Linked DNA regions of Sus scrofa: region 2 is linked to region 1. A link is a contact called in public Hi-C data. All regions are on one chromosome and are shown on one strand. The core of a region is the stretch at or near the end of the contact, and the rest is flanking DNA. Distances in the headings are between cores, read along the strand shown.

Evidence for each region. Hi-C and Micro-C count contacts between places; a contact is called where the count stands out from the background.
Region 2: a Hi-C map of skeletal muscle shows a contact between it and region 1, with 4 times the contacts expected there. The contact joins the promoter of CHCHD5 here to the promoter of SLC20A1 in region 1. A contact is called at or near these places in 7 of 47 Hi-C or Micro-C datasets (heart right ventricle, liver, mesenteric adipose tissue and 1 more) and 2 of 2 datasets of contacts at active chromatin or transcription factors (alveolar macrophages and skeletal muscle).

What each region holds. Positions count from the first base shown.
Region 1 is chr3:43,858,435-43,863,078 of Sscrofa11.1, forward strand. SLC20A1 (sodium-dependent phosphate transporter 1) reads right to left here and starts at 2,113. Exons shown (of 11, transcript XM_021087023.1): 1 at 1,822-2,113; 2 at 750-1,357; 3 at 446-586; 4 at 72-157. The coding sequence starts at 1,086.
Region 2 is chr3:43,913,082-43,917,725 of Sscrofa11.1, forward strand. It overlaps CHCHD5 (coiled-coil-helix-coiled-coil-helix domain-containing protein 5), which reads right to left and starts at 2,669. Exons shown (of 4, transcript XM_021087024.1): 1 at 2,459-2,669; 2 at 1,265-1,405; 3 at 1,012-1,177. The coding sequence starts at 2,460. LOC110259964 (a long non-coding RNA gene) reads left to right here and starts at 2,809. Exons shown (of 2, transcript XR_002342486.1): 1 at 2,809-3,163.

The DNA of each region.
Region 1 (4,644 bases), core at 863-3,362:
CAAGAATGCTATGGGTCTGAATATCATTGCGTGTAACCTGTGAAAGGTCATAAGTGGGAGAGAAATATTACCTTACGGAGGATGAATGCACGAACAAGGAAGAATAAAATTCCAGACATAATACCAGAAAGCAGCGGAGAGACGAACCAAGACATCACTAGAATAGAACACATTAAGAAAACATGTCAACGAATGAAAATCAGGAACCAAACAACACTTTCTGGGGGGCCCGAGACATTAGGCATGCAGAAGTTCCCAGACCAGGGATCGGACCCACACCACAATAGTGACAATAACAGCTCCTTAACCTGCTGCACCAAAGACTTCCCCAAAACACACTTTAAATTTACTTTAGTCCATCCCTCCAATTTTAAAGCATATACTCCCATAACACAATGCCATGGTCACATGACAAGAATAAAAAACCACTTAGAATTAAACATACCAATTTTTATCAGTTCAGACCACTTGACACCCTCCTGCCCTTTCGCCACCAGGGAGAAACCAATGGTTGCACCAACAATACAATGGGTTCCAGAAATGGGAAGCTTCAAAAACGAAGCCACTAGTTGCCACACAGCAGAACCTGAAACAGGTCAAGTTTTATGAAGAAAATTGCCAAATTACATTTTGTACGCAGGGCATTCCTAAGAAAATAATCTGAAAGACTGAGCACAAGGAGAGAACTACCCCGCCACAGGAAATGTGCTCAGCCATCGTTCAGAGGACAATACAGAAAAAGAACTTACCAAACATCGCGCTGACGGAGCCGGCCATCAGCAGCTCTTGGGTCGCGTTGTACATCTCCACGTCAATCAAGCCCTTCCGGATCGTTTCGCTCACTTTGGCCCCCAGTAGGACGGAGCCCACTGTTTCGAAGATACTAGCTAGGATACAGGCTTGCTTCAGGGTCACTACACCTGATCCCACAGCCGTACCAAAAGAATTTGCTACATCATTGGCTCCCACGGAGAAGGCCAGGACAAATGCAATGATGAAGCCCAGGATAAGCATCCATAGGTAATCTACCAATGGACCAGAAGCAGCAATAGTACTGGTGATCAGCGTTGCCACGGTAGATGCCATTCTCTAGAGTAGTGGTTCTTTAATTTAACAAGAGAATTACTGAGCGGTTTTCGAGATGTGTAAACAGAATATGAGGTATCAAAAATGCTCTAATAAATAATACATATTATATAAAATTAAATACTGTAAACTACGGCACAGAAACCGAGCTGGGGAGTTACTGCTATACGCTGCGTATGGGCATCTGTTGTCTGGGGTTTCTTTGGCTCTGGAGGGCTAGAAGCACGGAGCAGAATTCCATGGCGGAGAAGAGAAAGGACGCAAGTTCATCCTGGAAGAAGAGGGAAAGTAACAATAACGGCGCGTCCTTGGGGGGCTGGCTCCGCACCCCACGCGGGCTCACGCAGGCTGGGGGGGGCCCTGCCGTGCCCACAGCCTGCAATCCGCTGACCCCGCCCCGAACAGGACCAGCCGGCGGCGGGCACGTGGCGCCGGGACCACCTCGGCCCGCGCGCGCCCAGCCCGGGCCGGGCCCCGCGCCGCCAGCCCGCGCGCGCCCTCCGCGCGAAAACCGGAAAAGGGCTGTTCCCGCGCGCGCCGCCCGGGGACCGCCAAAAAGGCCCGCGGGCGGCGGAGCCGCCGGGCGGGGTGGGGGGGGTGGGGGAGGGAGGCAGGCAGCGACGCAAGCAGAACCCCGCCACTGGTACCAGCCCAGCCGGCTGACCCCGCGCCGCAGCGTCCGCGCCGGGCCCCGGGGAGAAGAAAGAGCCTTTCTAAGGCGGCACCGCCACTCACCAGAGGAAACGAGGAGCTGAGCGGGAGACGGAGAGGTCCAGGCGGCGGGCTAGAGCCTCGGACACACGTACCTGCGGTCGGCGAGCACACTGCCCGGGCCCGGAGGCTCGGGGAAAGCTCGGCGGGGGTGGAGGCCCACCCGGGAAACAGCCGCGGGCGCCTCAGCAACCGAGCAAAAGAAGCATGCTGCGCGCGCCGGCAGCCATCATCTAGCGGCGCACGCTGCCGGCCTCTACTTATAGCCCGCGCCGCGCCCCGCGTGACCCACCGCGCCTCGCGCCGGCCCAGGAGCCCCGCCCTCGGGCTGACGCAGCCCCCGCCAGCCCGGCGTGCCCCTCTGGGGGATCCCGACGGCGGCACTCATTGGCCTGTCTGGCGCCGGAGGCCACGCCCCCAGAGGGGAGCCTGTCCACGTGGGGAGGGCCAGCTCGCTCCCTGCGGCCTTGCCCTGGAGCCGTGGCACCGTCTGGCCCTGTAGGCTAGTGATGGGGGCGGCGGGGGACCCTCACCGCGGGGGTCATAGAGGACAAGACCAAGGTTATAGTTACCGCCTCGCGAGCTGAGCTTTACGGAGCAGGCCGCACCTCTAGCAGCACTTTCCGCGCACTTGTGACCTGCAGCATCCGGAGGCCACACCTGGCCGAGTTCCCTCCCTCCCTTCCTCCTGTTGACGCTGCAGGGGAGCTGGCGCCCTGGGGCTCCGGATCCAGTCCTGGCACGTTGTCGCACCTGTGACTTGCCCTTGGCCGGACAGGCACTGTCCCTCGCCGGGGGAGGGAGAGGGCTCACGTGGTCCCCTTGCTCCCGCAGTCATGCACTTGGATGAAAACCGTAAGACTGAGAAGTCACGAGAACCAGGTTGTCTCCCAGTTGTGGCGCAGAGCCACTGGGTAGCTGTGGATCATTAATTTCCCCGTGGCAGACCTCCTGCGTTTTCTGCACCGCGGCTGTGGCCCCGGGGAGAGGGAAGGCTACTGCTTCGGATTCAAATCCTTACTCCTACTTACTGCAAGTGTCACCTTGAGCGACTTCAGATCTCTCTGACTTTGCTCTCAGGAATGTAAATTGTTAACAATCAGTACCTACCTGGTAGCGGGAATTAAATGAGTTAACGTGTGTGAATGTGAGTAGATCTCTGTAGGTGTTCAGTGAATGCTCATTTCCGTGAATATTCCTGTTTTAGAATGTAGAAAAGGATGTGAGGGGTTTTCTCTTTGCCTCCTGGAAGCTTTCCTATTTTCAAGTAAGTTGATTTTTGGCCTTTCTTCATGGTATATAATCTAGTTTTGACATTAATAAGATTTGCTCTGCACATTTGGGGATATTTCATTATTCTGCTTAAGATCAAGACTAAGCAGTCGTGCCAAGGGAGATTAAGGTCTGCTCTCTTGTCAGGGTTGTGGTGGGATTAAAGAATTCCAACCAGAAACACAGCCAGGCTTAGAATGTTCTGGAGCTCTCCCCACCTTTTCCCGTCTCTAGAAGCTGGGCACTGAATAGTGAGAACACAGAGGTTGTAAATCATTGCTGTGTATGGGTCATCTTTGGAGGCTTAACCTCCACCTGAGTATCCTCTGACCTACCTAGCAAATCTGGTGGAGTTATATGAGTAACTTACAAAGCTCTAAGTCCCAAGGTCATGGCCAAAAAAAGAAAGTACATGTCCGGGAGCACTGATCCTGGAGCACAATTTCAATGTAATTCTGGCACCTTCAGTTGTGCTCCTTCCTCCACCTTTACTTTATTTCAAGGTTATAAAAAAAATTAAGGACCGGTCTGTTAAAGGTCCTTAGGGTTCTGCCATTTAAAACAGTAATTTTCAAAGCAGTTGTTTATCAGACAGTTGCCTAGAGCTTTGCCCAACTTGTGTTTTTTTTCATTCTGGTCATTGGCAGTCTTTTGCCAGTCTGTAGTATTAGCCCTTTAAGTTGGCACCCGCTTGTTGGACAGCCTCTGTTGGAGGTGGTGGCGCAGCCATGGTGCATAGCCATCAAAATGAGAGCACAGTTCAGGCCCCTTGGAGTGGGTTGAGGTGAAGGCTGGGGCAGAAATTCAGGAAATTCCCCTTGCAACGCAAATGAATTCTGCAGAACTGGCTCTGGAAAGCTTCTTATCCTTCCTCCTTAGGACAACACTCCCAAGTGCCTCTGCCAATCAGGCTGGGGAGGTGGGAGGTTGGGGGCTGTAAGGGGGGTGGGGGGCTCCTGGCCACCTCACTTGGGGAGAGAGGATCAGTGGGGTACAGCTCTTAGAGACTTGGACTTGCCAAAATTGGGAGAAGTAGAGCGCTGCCTGTGGAGAGAAGTGAGAGTGACTTGAATGTGGAAAGAAAGAGGAAGTCTGAGGTCCACCAGTCATACACAAATGGCACAGGTTCTGACCTTATCTCTGAACATGGGAAAGAAGGCAGAGATCCTAAGCATGATGTTTCTCTATTAGAATCAACTCGTTGGCACACATTCTCTAGGACCCGAGGGAGTCCATTTGATCTAGGAGTTAAACATGGAGGCTGTAAAGCCAAACTACCTGCTCTCCTACCCACTGGTCATATATGACCATGGGCAGGTGAATCCTCTGCCTCAGTTTCCTCCTCTGTAAAAGGGAGAGGTTGAGAGTTCCTACTTGCTAGGGCTGTTGTGAGGACTCGGTGTATGTAAAGCCCTTTGAAAGGATGTCTGATCTATGGCTGGTATGATCGAAGTGCTCTTACCCAATTCAACCACTAGCTGAAGGTCTGCTGTGCAGAGCTCATGTTTATTTTATTTTTGTTTTGTTTTGTTTTTTTGTTTTTTTATGGGCACACCCACAGCATATGAAAGTTTC
Region 2 (4,644 bases), core at 1,419-3,918, 55 kb after region 1:
AGCTATAGCCGCTGGCCTACGCCAGAGCCACAGCAACACGGGATCTGAGGAACGTCTGCGACCTACACCACAGCTCATGGCAGCGCCGGATCCTTAACCCACTGAGCAAGGCCAGGGATCGAACCCGCAACCTCATGGTTCCTAGTAGGATTCGTTAACCACTGAGCCACGTTGGGAACTCCCACCCATGAAATTTTAATAGCATAGCTATACCATATATATGTTTCTGTACTACATACATAAAAAAAGAATTAAGGCTTTTTTGGGCCATCCTCACCCCCTGGGTCCGAACAGCTGCCGGGGCCATGAGGAAGACAGGGGGAGTACGTAAGGGAGCTGCAGGAGCTCTGCCTGAAGAAGAACACAGATAACCTGGCAGCAACCTGGGATTTTGTGCTCAGTGTAGATGAGAAGCCATTCATGAGCTTTCATTAAGGTGTAATGACACTAGTTTTCAGTTCCTTTTTTTTTTTTTTTTTTTTTGCTTTGTAGGGCCGCATCCACAGCATATGGAGGTTCCCAGGCTAGGGGTCAAATCAGAGCTGTAGCTGCCAACCTACACCACAGCCACAGCACTGCAAGATCCAAGCCACATCTGCAACCTACACCACAGCTCACGGCAACGCCAGATCCTTAACCCACTGATCGAGGCCAGGAATCAAACCTGAAACCTCATGGTTCCCAGTTGGATTCGCTTCCACTAAGCCATGATGGGAACTTCAGTTTTCAGTTCCTTAACCCTCTCTCTGGCCACTGCATGGCAGCATGGTAAGAGAGGATTCAGGGAGACCAGGAAGAAGCCTGGAGCAGGTGTCCTGGCAGTGGAGGGGTGGGGGAGATGGCTGGACTAAAGCAGGGGCTGTGGATGGGGCAACAGGGGACCATGGTCTGATGTTCTGGATTCGGGATGCATGGGGAAGGTGTGTGTGAAGCTAAGGATGCCTCCAAGATTTTTACTCTGAGTGACCAGAGGCTAAAGGAGTGGGATGAACTGCCAAGCCCCTAACTTACCTGCGTGGTTGAGGGCGAGTGTGTCGGCTGCACCTGTTCAGCACACTGCAAGAAGCGGCGTACATGCTCTGCGCAGTTGCTCACGGCTGCCTCATTCTGCCGGAGACACTCCTCAAAGGCCTCAAAAGGCTCTGCACAGGCCTGGCGGATCTGACGGATGATTGGGCTGCGAGGGCAGGGCATTTCAGGCTCAGAGAGACTTCCACTCCGATGTCCACCCACCCCCCACTGCCCTGTACTTGCCCACACTCACTGGGAGGACGTGCACTGAGAGATGCTCATCTTAAGGTGATGACAGTCCCGTTGCCATGACTCAGGCTTGGCTGCCACACACTGGCCATACTGCTCCAGCTCTCGGCTGCAGTAGCGGGCAGTGACCTCCAGGGCCGCTTGCCTGTGAGACAGGACAGACTGAGGGTAACTGCAGGCAGCAGGCAAGAGATGGAGTTCTGATCTGAGTCTAGGGTGGGACTGGCATCTTGGACAAATCTGAGAGCCTGAAGGATCCTGGGATAGGGCCAAGGAGCTAGAGAGGTAAGGCATGAGCCTTGGAGGTTGTGGAGTAGGCTCAGAGCTTCAGGGGAGATAGTGGAAGTTCTGAAAAAAAAGGTCTGATTATTCTGAAGCAGACTTTGAAGGTCCTGGACGGCAGGTTTTAGAGTTCTAGCATTCTCTAGTTTCTACCTGGGGATCATGCAGAAAAGCTCGTAGGGCCTTAGAATTAACACCTAGAGTTCCTGGAGAGAACCTGGAAGCCCTAAATGAGTTTGAAAGCCCTAAAAGTGAGGTTTAGAGGTGCAAGGGGTGAGGTCTTAGGTCCTGGGGAAGGGTCTCTTGACCAGACTGTCTTCGAAATGGGGCCAGAGGATTGGGTACTGAAAAGTGAGACTTGAGGCCCTGGGGCGGTTTGGGGGTCTAGGGTAAATCTTAAGTGTCCCACAAATAAGCTCTTCAAATTGGGGAGACAAGATCTGAAAATCCAGAGTGAGATCAGAGGCATCTAGGAACAAGTCTGTGGGCCTTATAGGTGAGGTCTGAGGCAAAGGACAGATTTGGAAGGTTCAAATGGTAAAGTTAGATGAGCCAAGGAGAGGAACTTGGAGCTCTAAGGACGGATCTGGGAGTCCTGGAGGCCCTGAGACAAGTCTGGAATCGTAGGGTTGCAGGGTGAGGACAAGACCCAGGGTTTTCGGGGCAAAACTTGAGCACAGAGAGACTGGATCTAAAAGTCCTTCGTTAGCACCCAAAGAAGGGGTGGAACCTAAACGCTCAGAGGGCGAGGCTTGAACACGAGAACTGGAGCTCGCAAGGGAATGCGCTGAATCACGAGGCTCGGACCCGGGAACAGAGAAGCCAATTCTTCCCGGAATCTTGGCCTAAGTCCAGATCACTGGGGAAAGAGAAGGAGTGCGGGGGCAGGTACAGGGTAGGCGCTCCCGCTACTCACATCTTGAGGCCGAGGCCGAAGGAGGATCAATGGGGAAGGAGCGCTCCGCCTTTTCCGGTATCAGGTTGTCATGGCGGCGCCCAGCTAAGCCCTCCTTATTTCGATTTTTCCGGTTGCAGAGCGGACTAGCAGGCCCGCTCCCTTTAGGCCCAATCTGTCATGGCGGCGCCCTGCCTCTCCTCAGGTCCGGGGCCTGTCATGGCGGCGCCCTGCGTAGCCACTTCCGTCCCTAGCTGGCTCGGGTATTTTAGGCCCTTCCGGCCTACGTGGGCGGTGCGGGGAATTCCCCGGAAGTGCTGGGACGTACAGTGGCGCCTCGGTGCCGAGGCGAGTGCGGCGCTGACTTGGGTGGCTCTTTGAGGGATTTGGCCGCAGCCACACGCGCTCCTAGTCGCCGGACTGGAGCTGATGGAGAGTGGCTGTTGCTGCTGCGGGCTCTCATCAATGCAGCCGTTCGCGGATGCGCGCAGCAGCTGAGTGCTTTAGCTGTCAGCTGCTGGCCGCAGGGAACGGGATCCCTAATGCAACTCTGCGCATGCGCTCGCTCGCCTCTTGCAGACCGTGGTGTGCGCGCGGCTGAGGGGCGGGGAAACAGCCTCCCCAAAAGCTGGACCAGGAGGAGGCCTGGACCTCCTGACTGCTCAGCATGGGTTACCCAGACCGCGTCCCCCACCCCTGGGCATAAACTCTGAAGCCAGCATGAACGTGAGTTTTAATCTTAGCTCTGTGTCACAATGGGGGAGTTACTTCCATGTAATTCTTCCTGGTGGGATGGTTCCACCTCCTCATGTCTTCCAGTGTCTGGCTCCACGTATTTGTCCCTTGGTCAGAGAACTGAGCACCAGTACTGTCTAGTATGCAGAGGTTTTCCCTGACTCCAGCCAAAATGATCATAAAATGTAGTTTGTCGCAGCATTATAGGGGAACAGGTGTCAGTCATTTGTAACCAAGTGATAATTGTTTGGGCAAATTAGGAACAAAAATTGGGTCCTGATGCTGGCTCCCACCTCCCCTCCATAAAGCCAGGCTACTGACACCTGGTTGTGGTGACTGAAAGTGCTGGCACCACTCAAGAACCCAGGTAGCTAATGTCCAAAAGGCTCAAACTTCCCAAAGAGTTTCAGGGAAAGGCTTTTAAAGACAGAGTGAGGGAGGGGGGGGCTATCAGCTGGCGAGACATTCTTCTGATTGGTTGGTGGTGAGGTAATTGGTAGCATCATCAACCTTCTGGTTACAATCAGCTTGGGGTCTACCTGCTCGTGGGCAGCGTACAATTAATTAATTTCTCCCACCTGGTGGGGGTTTCAGTATTTGCAAAATAGCTCAAAGGACATGACTTGAAGTATGGTATATAACCTTTGAGGAAGAACTAAAGGTCTTTGACTTTAATGCCTAAACAATCATTACCTTGTCTTTTTGACACTTTTCCTTTCTTTTTGCATTTTTCTCACTTCTCTGATTGAAATTGACTCTTTGGAATTCGAGGAAGGCCCAGGAGGCTAAAGTTTTTCTGTGGAGAAGAGGCAGGTGGAGGACGTGTGGAGAAGGAAGAGGGCTCTGTTCTGCTCCGTTAAACATATGCTCATCTGTAAAATGGGGGTGATGACAGTGACATTCTTCACATAAGACGTAGTGTACGTGGGAGGTTTAGTATGGAGCCTGGACCCTCACAAGTTTGGGATAAGCAAGAACCGTCGCAGGAGGCTGTGACCTGAACTGCCCTAGTTGGCAACTGACATTTGGTGATTGTGCCATTGGCCATCGGAACCTGCCTCAGATAACACAGGTCGGTTTGGAGCCCTGGACATTGAAGGAAAGCTTTCACCTCTGGGCCCTTGTCTTCTTCCTTCCTGCAAAAACTTCCCAGTGTGTTTTTGATGGGAGAAGAGAGAGAAGGGAACAGCATCAACATCTCTTCTCTTTGGCTTCAAATGTAGACCAAATTCTCAGGTTTTTCCCTCCTGGGAGAGTGAAATCATAACCTGTCCCATGCCCTGCCTCTGAGTTTTGTCCCAAAGTCCAGGTAATATGCTTCCTGCAAGGAAGGGGTTCAAACAGCTGGGCTTGTAAGTAGGTATGATGAAGATCCCAGTGGGAGACAGTTCTCCTTGGGAATGAGACACTTAAGCCTCCAAATTTCTAGTTGCCTTTTGGTGTGTGACCCACAAGTGTGACTGACTTCCTCT